2 separate regions of the Mus musculus genome follow, and region 1 is linked to region 2. The links are chromatin contacts, called in public Hi-C maps. All regions are on one chromosome and are shown on one strand. Each heading gives the region's core, a stretch centred on a gene start, on an enhancer-like site or on the middle of the called end of the contact. The rest is flanking DNA. Distances are from core to core; before and after follow the strand shown. Region 1 has its middle 77 kb from the start of Gm34554. Region 2 has its middle 11 kb from the start of Dlk1.

What was found. A called contact is a pair of places that touch in the nucleus more often than the background predicts.
Region 1: a Hi-C map of the N1E-115 cell line shows a contact between it and region 2, with 2.2 times the contacts expected there. The contact joins two enhancer-like sites. A contact is called at or near these places in 1 of 15 datasets of contacts at CTCF or cohesin (large pre-B cells), 2 of 484 Hi-C or Micro-C datasets (the N1E-115 cell line and nephron progenitors) and 1 of 115 datasets of contacts at active chromatin or transcription factors (large pre-B cells).

Annotation. Positions count from the first base shown.
Region 1 is chr12:109,841,465-109,847,691 of GRCm38.p6, reverse strand. No RefSeq gene overlaps it. Among named protein-coding and RNA genes, the nearest start is that of Gm34554, 77 kb to the left of the region's middle. Within about 2 kb of position 1,866, at least 33 of the 459 cell types and tissues checked have an H3K27ac peak or open chromatin away from gene starts, as enhancers often do. A contact at or near this core is called in the N1E-115 cell line, where this site is marked.
Region 2 is chr12:109,438,825-109,445,362 of GRCm38.p6, reverse strand. No RefSeq gene overlaps it. Among named protein-coding and RNA genes, the nearest start is that of Dlk1, 11 kb to the left of the region's middle. Within about 2 kb of position 3,767, at least 68 of the 459 cell types and tissues checked have an H3K27ac peak or open chromatin away from gene starts, as enhancers often do. A contact at or near this core is called in the N1E-115 cell line, where this site is marked.

The sequences.
Region 1 (6,227 bases), core at 617-3,116, 400 kb before region 2:
AAAGGTGCTGTATTAAACACCCACCCTGTGAGAGCCTCCTCTGAGTCCCCCTGCCTGTGAGCAGCTTTTCCTATAAACACCCTCATGAGCTCATGTTTGAAAAAGTCAACACCTGTGAAGGCAAAACAGGCTTGTCTCTCTCTTCACAGCAGCCAGATCTCCTTCTGATCAGCCTCCCATCCTCAGAAGGCTCTGTGAGAGCTTAGTGAATATTCACCCTGGTGCCTGCAGTTTCATTGTGACTGGGATTTCCCAGCAGGCCATGCTACAGTCTCTTGTGGGGCATGAAGGGTCCTTGGGGCCTTCCTTCCTTCTTCTCTTTTCCCAGGAAAGGACTCCTGAGAAGGCAACCTGAATGTCTCCTACCTGCTTCAGCCTGCCCCTTCCCCTTCCCCCATGGCTGTTAAACAGTAGTCACAGCCTTTGTGGGCTAAGGCGAGATGACCACTGGAGCCCAGGAGTTCCAGGGCAGCCTGGCTGTGGTGATATCCCACCTCAGTTACCAAAACAGTATAGAAGCAACAGGTCCCCATAGGCAGACTTCAGGGCCACAGCCCAACACCCTAACATCCAGCTGCGGTGGAGTGGGGTACAGAAAACACCTGAGAAAAGCTTATGCTCTCTGTTTCTGTTACCTCTGTTGTTGTAGAAACCTGTTTGAGAATCCAGCATCAAAGGCTTATTGGACAGCCATTTTTCTTTGCCTATGCACATACATGGACCCTCTCCCACAGATAGCATTCTGGTTACCCTACAATGGTTTGTTTTACTCAAGGACTTTCCCCCCCCCCCCCCTTGGAGATTAACTACATTTTTCCTGGCTGCATAATACTTTACTATGTGGACACTTTATTTTGAGCATTATCTCCTCTGTTGAATTTTGGAGTTTTTATTTTATTTTCCCTCTGTACCAAAAGTGCTTCAGTGAACGTTCATAGTACGGTGCCCTCACACGCATGCTCCAATGATGGTTTCTGTGGGGATCGTCTGTGTTAGTTCTCTGTTGCTGTAATAAATACATCCTGAAAAAAAGCAAATTAGGGAAAGATGTTTTTGCTCTTTGTAGATTTTGCTTTTCGGCTCGCAGTCCCGGAGTGGGACACAGACTGTCATGGCAGGAGGGGCATGGTGGGAGGAGCCCAAGATCATCCTGAAACTCAGAGAACTGTCTCATTCTATCTCCTCCCCATCGAGGAAGCAGCAAGAGTGAGTGACAGACTTGCCCCAGTATAGCTACACCTCCTGAAGGCTCCCCAACCTTCCTAAGGAACACCACAGACTAGATGCCAAGGGTTCACACACACGAGTCTGGAAGCCACTTTTATTCAAACCACAGGAGCACCCTCAACAGTATCCTGGCTCAATTAAGGAATACGCTCAGTTGAAAACGCATTTGTGGGCCAACGAGATGGCTCAGGAGCTAAAGGTATCGCCTGGTGACCTGAATTTGATCTTTGAGATTCAAATGATAGAAGAATAAGAATCAACTATAAAAGGTTATCTTCTGACCTCTCTAAATGTATGTACACACACACACACACACACACACACACACACACACAGAGAGAGAGAGAGAGAGATAGAGAGAGAGAGAGAGATAGAGAGAGAGAGAGAGAGAGAGAGAGAGAGAAATACATTTAGGACTATCAAGTTACTTTTCACATGGCCTTTTAATCAGCCTTCAATAGCCTGGCTACAAAGATCTTTGTAAAGTGAATTTGATCACTATAAACATTCAATAGCTGGGTCCTGAGAGGTATTAGTAAGAGTTGGATGTGTGTGTGTCGGGGTGGGGGTGGGGGTGGGGGTAGGGGTAGGGGTGCCAGGTCCAGACACAGGAGTTGCCATGGTGTCCTGACTCAACAGCAGCTGCCTGCTTGCTGAACCCAGGAAGCCTACTCACTCCTCAGCGAAGCATGCCTGCTGTGGCTCCTCAGGGACTCTGGCCACAATCCATGCATCTGGGGAGTGGCCTCTGCCTCAGCTCTCTGGACACAGCAGTGGGCCTCAGAGCGGCCTTCTCTGCTGATGTCATTAGAGGCACAGCCCCCGCAGGGGAACAAATTGCTTGTAGCGCCTGGTGAGAAGATCCAATTTTCACCCTGGAAAGGACAGCGTGGAGGGACATATTGTCTCTAACATGCCAAGTGCCACTTCTGGCCTAGCTGTGTTCCTGTCAATCAGAGCAGCACTGTCAGGGCCTGTGGGCCTAGCCTGGGTCAGTTAACGTTCCCATTTCCATTGCTGGGATACACACACTGAAACTTTCTATATGGCTGTTCTCTGAAAAGGAAGGGGCCCTAGGACTCAGCAGGCCAACCTCTCACCCTGGACCCTGATTGACATTTGAATACACATCTGTCCTGCCAAACTGACATGTTTGCTCCGTGCTGGGCAGTGGGCTAGTTCATGCAGGAGGTTGGTCTTGAGGGACCAAATCTGCCAAGGCATCTCCATAGGAAGGGGCTTCCCCAGAGCATGAGGGAGGGCCTAGCAGAGTTCAGGCAGCCATGGGGCTCTGGGAAAAGGGGCCCTGCCACAGGCTGTCACGTGCTCATTCAAGATCAGCGATGTTCACAGTTCAGGGTCCATGGGAGGTTGGTTCCAGACCCCAGCTCCGCCGATGCTCACATCCCTTATAAATGTGACATTGTTTTTCAAATAAGAGATGATAGCTGGAAAATTCCCAAATGACCATTCAAGCCCCAGCCATGAGGCTTGTTGGCATGGGCATGGGAGTGCATAGGAATGCTTCCTGTGTGCAGTTCTGAGCCAGGCAGAGTGGGTGGGGCTGTTGGCTGTCACCGAAAGAGAGAGAGATGGATGTTCAGGGTCTGGAAAGGGAGACTTCTTTGGTTTTGCTCTGTGAAGTCTGGGTCATGGGACTTGGCAGCTTGGTCTCTCTCTCTCTTCCTCTCTCTCTCTCTCTCTCTCTCTCTCCTTTGAGAGGGGAGTGCCATCTTGGGCCATCCTACTGCTAAAGAATGGAGCTCCATCCCCACCCCCACCCCTGCCGTGGGTATCGACTTACCTAGCATAGGAATGAGGTCTGCAGAGACATGACCAAAGAACCAGACACTCTCCTAAGAGGGAATGGTTTCAGCTCATGGTTTTGGAGTAACCCACAGTCCCTAGGTTCTGCTGATTGGCTTAGAGGTCAGAGCCTCGTGGCAACAGGTGTATGTGGGGGATAGCTTACACCTCACAGTGGCCAGGAAGCAGAACAGTAATGGGACATGCCCCAAGTGACCTGCTCTTTCAACCCAGGCTGCACCTTCCACAGGTCCATGACCTTGACTTCTCAATGGCTGGCTCAAATTAGAATCCATCGATGGATTCCGTTACTCCTTAGGTCCGAGCCCTCAGAAGCTGATCTACTCTGGGAAAACCCTCATGGGCTTCACTGACATCCTAGGCACCTTCCGTCCAGTCTGGTTGGTCCATCAGGTCACCATCTAGTCTGTCCTGTCTCTTGCACACTTTGTTTCTTACTGTGTGTCTTCGTCTCTCCCTCTCTGCCTTTCCCATTCTGTCTCCATGTTTGACTTTGTGTCTAACTCTTTATCTCTTCCTCTCTGTGTCTCTCTGTCTGACCCTGAATCCCCTCTCTCTCTCTTCCCCTCCCTCCCTCCCTATGTGTGTATGTCTGTCTCTTCTGTCTCTCTCTCTCCTCTCTCTCTCTCTCTTCCTCTCTCCCTCCTTCCTTTTCTATGTATGTATGTCTCTCTGCCTATGTTTCTTTTTCTGTCTTCCCCTCTCAGTAGAAGGAAAGAAGGAAGAGCAAGCTTGGTATCCTTCACAGGCCTATCCCCCTGAGCCTCAATTTCCCCAGCTGAAAGACATCAACATGGGCTTAGAGTCTCCTGTCCTGTTGATTTTCTCCATGAGTTTCAGATTTGGCACTTGAGCTGGAGCAGGCACATGGTGTCCAGTTCTATTTTGAGACGCCGCCTTCCCCTGGTGAGGACAACTTTCAAGCCCCTCTTCCGTCCTACGTTTTATTTAATAATACAGCTTTTCCAAGTAGCCCTTCTATTTTTACTTTTCCTGTGGCAAGATAAGCTCTAACCTTTTTCTCACCACCCAAGTCAATTTCCTTTGTTAATTTCCAAGCTTCTCCCTCCTACAGGGGCCTCACCTCTTGTTACTTAATTGATTTTTCTATCACATAATTCTGTGATTTCATCAATAAGCAATTTTAGAGCCGTTGTCAATTTCTATTTTTTTTTATTCCATTTGATGCGCTCAGTGGCCACTGCTCGGATTAGAAACGAGATGAGGTTTCATTATCTCTTAGATGCCAATTCCCCCCCTGGAGCCTTTTACCACGGCGAGAACATTTCTGAACTTTTTATATTCCCTTCTAATTAATTATTCTCCATTTTTATTCACTCGCCTGACTTCAATCTTTTGAGTTAAGGGTGTAAATTAACACCTGCCTCCTGGTCCAAGTGTTATTGGGATGTTAGGAGATGTCTGCAGGTGGACTCGCTCTCCCATGCGGTGCCCCTCTTGTAGAAAGGGCAGCACCTGGGGCCAATCTTATTCACATTGACTGGAGGTTTTCCAGTGTCTGACTCTGCTGTCATTCTTGTCCTCAGTGGGACTGGAGGCCATCTCTAATTGCTGATCCCTGTGTACTTTGGCTTTGTTTAAGGAGCCATGATGGAGTTGAAGAAAATGGCTAAATGAATGAAGTGCTAGCTATGCGAGCAACAGGACAAGTGAGCACCCACATAAAGGCCAGATGGGACAGTGTGTGTCTGGGAGGCCAGAGGGGACAGGGGAGCTTGCTGACCAGACACTGGAACTGGAGAAATCTAGGCTTAATGAGACACCCTCTCTCAAATGACAAGATAGGAAATGCTGGGAACGATGGCTCAGTGGTTAGCACAGCTTACTACTATTGCAGAAGACGTGGGCTCTGGTGCTAGCACCCACATGGTGGCTTACAACCAATTATAGCTCCAGTTCCAGGGGTTCTAACATCATCTCTGACCTCCAAAGGCACCAGGCACACATGTGGAGTGCAGATATACATGTAGGCAAAGTGCTCATACACATAAAAGAACAAGTCTTCACAAATTAATAAAATGGGGACCAATAAAGGAAGATAGCAGATGCCGACCTCTGACCTCCACATGCATGTATATGCACAGGCCTCAGTACACATGAACATGTAACAAACTACACACACACACACACACACACACACAGACAGATAGACAAAGACAGACAGAGAGTGACAGAGACAGAGGAGATAGATAGATGATAGACAGACAGACAAACAGATACTAAGATAAAATCATTTAAAAAAATACAGGAAAAACTGAGGGCAAGCAACACAAAGGCCTCTGCTAGCAGTGGGTGTGGAAACTGTCTGCACTTGCTTGATATCTTGCTCCAGGCAGGTGGGTTTGATTGACGGGGCCAGGACACGGCAGACCCTACGCTTTCACCACCTGAAGGAAAAAGCCGTTAAGAGAAATTCCTGATTTCTTGTGAGTTGTATCGACCAACTTTCTCTGCCACTGTCTCAGGGGAAAGGTTATCTGCCATCGCAGCAGACTGACCCCTGCAGCACATTAAGGCTGACACCTGTAGAGCTTACCAGTGAACTCTTCGCGTGGGGGTCTGTGGGTGCGTGGAAACCATCTGCAAAAAAATCCCACTCACTTCTGCCTCAGGGACAGCTGGAATGTCCCCTGTCCCTGGGTGGTGTGCTGCACCTCAGAAGTCGCAGCTCAGCTCAGGCTCAAACAACCTTGGTGCAATGCTCAAACCAGAGTAGTTGCCGAAGTTGTCTGTCTCCCCACGGATCTCCTCCTTCAATGCTGGCAGGGTCATCCAAAGGATGAACTTCTTGGTCTCAGCATCCTGTGAGCTGAGCCCTCTCGGTCCACCAGAAATCAGCCACCCAACAGTTCTGGTCAAATAACGTACTCACCATGAGGAAGTTCAGGAAGATGAGGCTGATGACACGGGATGGTGTATCTTAAAGATAACTTACAGGAGATGTGACCATTAGTCTCAGAAAAAGAAAATTAGCCATGATCCCCGACTGGCTGTTCTTCTTCACCTTGGATTCTAGGAAGCTTGGAGATAGAACTTCAAGGTTGGTCCTTTTGAGCCCAGCTTCAGGTCAGGTATACCCACAGTCCCCGGCCTCGTTCACTAACTGTATTACTAGCTTACCCTATGCCATCACTAAGCAGGGCCCTGGAATT
Region 2 (6,538 bases), core at 2,518-5,017:
CTAGAATGTTTGGGAGTGAAGCCCTGTTAGGAAGACTGTAGAGGCTTATTTCAAAGAGTCCCCCAGGAACCCTCAAGGTTGTAAGGCTTTGTTAAAAAAAAAAAAAAGCAGGGTGTGGTATGTATGACACAGCTTTAACCCTAGCACAGGAGACAGAGTTTGAGGCCAGTCTGGGCTACGTAATGAGACTGTCTAAACCACAAAAATCTAAAACAAACAAGCCAAAACTGATCAAAAAGCTCCGAGGGGCTGGCGACATGGCTCAGCGAGCAAGGATGCTTGCCACCAAGTCTGAATACCTGGGTTCAGTTTCAGAGACACAGATGGTGTAAGGAGAGTATTTACTCGTGTCAGGTGTACTCCACACATGCACAGCGACACCCCCGTGTACAGTAACAAGCCCAGAGACTAGAAACAAGGAGAAGGGTCAGAGTTGGGATTGAGTAGTCCTTCCTTGCCATTATTACTTCAGTGTCAAGCTTTGGGTTGATCACGTACACACACACAGGCACACACACACACACACTTACGAACACATACACAGGCACACACATGCATGCATGCACACTCATGCACACACACATGCATGCATGCACATACAGGCATACACACACACACGCGTGCACACACATGTACTTGCGTGTACATACATACAGGCACACAGGCACACACGCACATGCACCAACACACCCACAGGCACACACATACACATAGGTACACACATACACGCATGCACACACACACAGGCATACACGCACACATGCATACACACACACACACACACTCAAGCACACATACACAATGGCTTATTTCCTTTCTCTCTTTTTCCTACCTTGGAACTCAACTTTGATTCCCCCCTGTCCTCCTCATTATCTAAAGCCTGTCCCAAGTCTGAGACCTACTGGCATCCCAGATACTAACCCCATTTCTAAGCCTCATTCTGGCCATGACCTGCCTGACCCCTTTCACCACCATGATAGCAAGCAAGGATCAGAGAGGCTTTGCCGCAGAGCAGTGAAGTCTCCCTTAGCTCTCCCACAGATGAGCCAGACTTAGGAGGAAAATTAGCTTTCTCGGGGCTCCAAGCTATGAATTTAGTGCACAGTAGGTTCTCGTTAAGTTTGTGTGGAATCGAATTGCAACGTCTTATGAAAGAATCAATAGGGAAGTCCTGGGCTTGCTTGGGGAGACAGGGCCCCTCAGAAGCTGTCCTTTAAGCAAGTGAGCTTCTCTTCACTAGGAAGAGTTGCCTTCAGCCTTACATTGATTCCTCCGTAAGTTTCTTTTCAACGGCTTTTCGTTACCTCCCTGTAACGGGCCAATTATTTCCAACTGTATTTTACTCCATTCTGACTCCCAGCCTGAGGGGCAGCAACAAGACCCAACCCCTGACCTTCCCTCTCCCTCATCCTGGTGTGGCATGTGGGCGCCCCATCTCCACACTGTCTGGGTTTGCTTGGTTTGTTTTCTTGTTGACAGCATCTTTAAGATTTGGTACAGGCCAAGGAACAGGAAGCCAGCAAGGGCATGGGGGTCATGAGATGGGGGGGGGGAGCTGGAGGGGGTTGCTTTTCAGTGAATGTGAAGCCTCTGGCCTCTGATGAGCACTTTTTCAAGGAGTCTGGCCTCTGACAAAATACTCCGCTGCTGGCAGGGTGAGAGAGCACTGTGGAAAGTCTGATAACAAATCAAGTCGGCAACCTACCAGCCAAGACCTGGACCCAAGGCCTCTAGAACCAGCACCTAGGATCTAAAATGGACTCTACAGGCCAGCATCCACTTCTGGAGATCCGGGCCCAATCTCCCTGCTTGACAGCGAGAGTTAACAGACCCTGTGAGCTAAGAGGCAAGACTGGGGAGGTCTGTGTGAATCAGGGCCTCCCAGGCAGGGCTCAGCACAAGACAGATGGTTCATGCAAGATGGTGAGATCAGAGAGAGCTTATTAGAGAGACTATTTACAGCAAAGTGGGTGAGGTGAAAAAAAAAAAACAGACAGATGACAGCAGGCCCAGTTACCCTACAGGCCTAGGGGGTATCAGTACCTGGGCTGGAAACTCAAAGCTAGTAGAGAAGCTATGTGCTTCAGTGGAGGAAGCTCCAGCTCACAGGATCTGACCTCCATCCCAGGTGATGGCCAAGTTCACCAGGTCTAGACACAAAGGGTCAGGGGTGGAGGCTTTGCAAGTTAGAGAAGCCCACGGGACTTTCCTGGGTTTTGTGTTATTCCTAAGTGTGCATATGTGTTCACCACATAAGAGCCTGGTGCCCAAGGAGGACAGGGAAAAAAAAAAAAGGTGTTGGATCTTGAACCACCACACGGGTGCTGGGAACTGAACCAAGAACTGCAAAAGCATCAAGTGCCCTTAACGACTGTGTTCCAGTCTCCGTTTTGGCCAAGTGTCAGCCGCTCATACGACTGGCTCCTTGCCTGGTGTCCCTAAGCACCCTTCTTCAATCCTTTTCATGAAAAAACAAACAAACAAACAAACAAACAAACAAACCAAAAAAACCCAACGGGACTCCAGACACCCAGAGAGAGTGAAGGAGGCACTCCTCGTAGGTCCCCAATGTCGTAGGGACATCGATTAAGAAAATGAAAACATAGACGCTGTGTGATTGGGACTGTAGGGAGATGCAGAAAAGGAGAGGACCAACTGTGGCCACAGGGAAAAAAGCAAAAGATGGAGACAGGTAGCCAAGGGCTCCAGGATGCAGAGACTATGCACAGTTTAATGTCTAAGTGAGTGCGTGCGTGGGAGCCTAGGCCTTCACTTAACTGTAAGAGGGACCCAAGGGTGTTTGTGGGCTGAAGAGGCTGCAGGTGATGATCCAGCACCTACATGATTAATTGAATGAGGCAAATGCAGCCTGCTCCTCTGAGAGTTTCTGGCGAGTTAGGGAGACTAGGATTTGAACCGACACTTCCACGAGCTCTTTAATTGAGTCTGCAGCATTTGCAGGGGTGAGGAGGGGCTGGGGGTGGGGGGGAACGACACGGGCAGTGAGTCAATGTACCGTGAGCCCCTTCCATCTGTCCTCTGGTGCCACTGGCAAAGAGAACAGCCATGCTGCGGAGCCCAGCCTGTTGGATACTCTCTGCCACTGGCCTTGTAGTAGGCACACTTGGGCGTTAATTGTGCTTTTAACTTTCAAAGTGGTTTCGCATTGATTTTATTTACACAGAACCTGGCGTTTGTCACGCTCTGCCTCGGAGGCTAGTGAGCCACTTTGCGCACTGGGAAGTATCCAGAGCCTCTGAAAGATCTAGCTGGTGCCCGGTTCTCATCTGTATCCTGGACACACCGTTGGGGCCCAGAGAGCATTTGTTGATTTAGTGTGTAATGTGTGGGCGGAGAGCTAGGGAGAATACTCACTCTACAGGAAAGGTATATCTCTCTTGTTGTGACCATCAAAGGGGTCTTTTTGGGGCTACCAGAGAGTCTCATCTGGTAGCTACCCCTCAGTCCCTCCCATGCCAGACAGGACCCCCTTCTAGGGACTTCTCTACAGAGTCCTGTTCCTTATCCCTGGAGTGGATCTCAGTGCTAAGAAATGGGTGGCGGGTGGGTATGTGAATGTGTTTAACCCTGCCTTCACTTCAAGGTGGGGAGGGGTTCCATCTGGCCCCAGTCCAGACCTCTTTAGCACCCAGGGGTGCCGGGCCTGGTCCCAGGCTGGTGTTCAGTTCAGGCAGAACAGAGCTGGAGCAGCTGGGAGGGGCTGTTCTGTCCCCTTCCGTGGAGCTGGCAGGTTGCCTGCCAGCTGGGCTACACACAGGCCGTGGGCAGGGATTCCCCTGGGAGGAGCTGCGGCTTTCTGGTAGTTTGGGGTGCCTGTACTTCCTCGATGCCAGTATTTTTAACTTGGCCCAGTTTTTAATAAACTGTCTGTGTGGGGAGCAGTAACCGACAGTTAAGGGATTCAACTACAACACTACTCTGAGGAAAAAAAACCTCATGACTGGTTCTGAGGCCAGGGAAGGCCTGTGCTTCCTGTGGCCACTGAAGTTGCAGAGTTGGGACAGATGGGTGGCAGGGCCAGGGAGCCAGGAACTTCGTGGCCCCTGGCAGCTGTATTAGAGACTTCTATGCTTTTCTGTAGCCCAACTTCATCCCAGACCCCGCTGCATGCCCTCCAGAGGGTCCCCTCCATATGTACTTGGCTCTGCCACACATTGGGGATCTTGCAGGGACTGTCCTGTCTCTACCTATGCCCCTAAATACCACCTGCTTGCTCATGCCTTCCATCTCCTAGTCCCATAAGACCCTTGTTCTTCCCCAATGCTTCCTTCACCAAGGACCTTGGGCAGACAGTCTGTTTGTCTATCCATCCCTATCCTCCTGTCTGGGCTGACTATGAGAAGAAGCAATGCCTCTATTCTCCCCTCATCTAAGAAGAGTGTGTGTGGGGGGGGCACAACTCTTTATTGACAGATCTTCTACCATCATGGCCAGGTCTAGACAGGATCTGTCACCTCCCTGTCCTTATCCTGCCAAGGCTACAGACACAATCCTGGCTGTTCCTTAGGGAAAATGAGACTCTCTCTTTCACTGGGGAGGTTCCTAGAGTAAAGCTACAGATTGGCCCAGAGAGCAACAGTGGGTGTTTAAATACTGCTCTTCCTCAGGCAGGATTGGGTTGCCGAGAAACTGAAGGAGGTGGTCACCCTTTCCATGTGATCTGAAGGGTGCCACAACTGTCTGCCTCCCACTCCAAGGACTCCATAGCCACTTGACTTCCCATTTGTAGTCAGGCACCCCAGTACTCAGTTTCGAGGACTTTGATTGAACAGTTGTCACATATTCATTCCATGGATCTCTGAAAGAGGAGGCTAAGGCACTATATGCCCATAGCCCCTCGAAAGGGTTGGGGGAGGGTGGGCCACAGGGAGAGCCTGAAACAGAAGGACAAGGGAGTATGTTACCACTACCTGCCCAAATTGTCCTTATTACAACCATGGAATGTAGCCATTGAGCCTCAGGGTGACAGAGCCTCTCTCAAGGGTGGGGGCAGCCAGGCCACCTGCTTGGGATGTCCTGACCATGATTGGCTAGTGGGTTGCTTGTGGGTACCCTGGAGCCCCAAATTATCTCGGAGCTTCTCTGCTCCTGTCTGCTCCTTAGTTCTGCTTATGATAGAGAAGACTGTCCGGAACAAAGCCTTGGCCGTGTTCCCAGGTTCCACATCTGCCTGTCTCCCCTCCCCCCCAGGTCTCTCAGCCCCCAACCCCCACTTGTCGAGACAGAGCAGGCAGGGAGGGCTTTGCAGACACAGATGGGGGCATCCGTGTGTTCCCTGGCCCCGACTTTGTGGAAACATCTGTGGTGGCTCTCTCTCAGAAAGGACACTGAGAAGCTCTTGATAGCCATACTAGGAAGGCAGGGCAAACCAGCACAGAGGACAGATCTGACCGTGGGATCAACAGCATCATCCATGGAACAAATTCAAAGAGGGTCCGGGAGTGTCAACCTGGGAACTGGCCATAGGAGTCCATGGGCGAGTGGAGAAGGAGCCTGTGGATCCCAGTGTTGGGCCTGGCACAATTCTGCACTCCTGCCCAGAGCCTTAATATCTCCTCTGACCTTGGAGACAGTTACAATAAAGCCCACCGTAAACTGGTGTCCACTAGGGCAAGGTCAGATGTCCCTCTGTCCCTTCTTGTCTTCCCTGGGGTCTTCCTCCTGTGCTGCCCCAGACACTGAGAGGCTCATGTCCCATGTGGCCACTTGCCTCCGCCCCAGAATTCAATCCCTGTTGTTTACTTGTTCACTTCTGCCACTTGTCAGGACACAAGTGTGTCCTGTAGAGTCTGGCCTGGACAAAAGATCCCAACAAGTTCCAGCTTGGCCGTTTATGCAGAGCCTAGAGAAGAATAGAGCTCATTTGGCATGCTCGCTGGTAAAGCCACTGCTCAGCACTGGGAATGCCACTGGCAAGTCTGGAAGGCTCTAAAGAGTGTCTGAACTGATAGCCTGAGTGTGGACTTCAGCTCCCATATTGGAGGAAGAAACAAGAGTTTTGAAAAGAGGATCGTGTCTAGAGTTTCATGTCTCAGAGCTAAGGAAACATAGATAGACACTAGCACGCTGGACACCCTTCTTGGCCCCTCTCTAACCTTGTTACTGGGCCTTTGAAGTGGGAGCAACGTGGAGCAGACCTTGTAAGCACATTCTAGTCTGCTACATGCCTAGTGGAAGGAAAATGTATGCGGGGAAGAACAGGCCACAACAACTGAAGTAGAGTCCCCAGCCCTGGGCAACAGCCCCGAGACGGACAGAGTACGCAGGTCAGGTCAGACTGTGTGAGCTACTCTAGCTGGGCCCCAGGAGAGCCACTAGGCCCCAGCAGGGCCTTTGGAAGACATCCCAGTGGAGGTAGAGATGGGCCTTGATAGGTTCAAAGGAGTGTGCCAATTCAGGGGAGGGGGAGGTCTTCCCGGCAACAGGAGGAAGCCCAGCCAGGGCAGGCCAGGCACCCGGGCGCCTGGCTATTTTGGGAGCTGAGTCTCAGAAGAGTGAGGGGAGCAGCTGTCCCTAA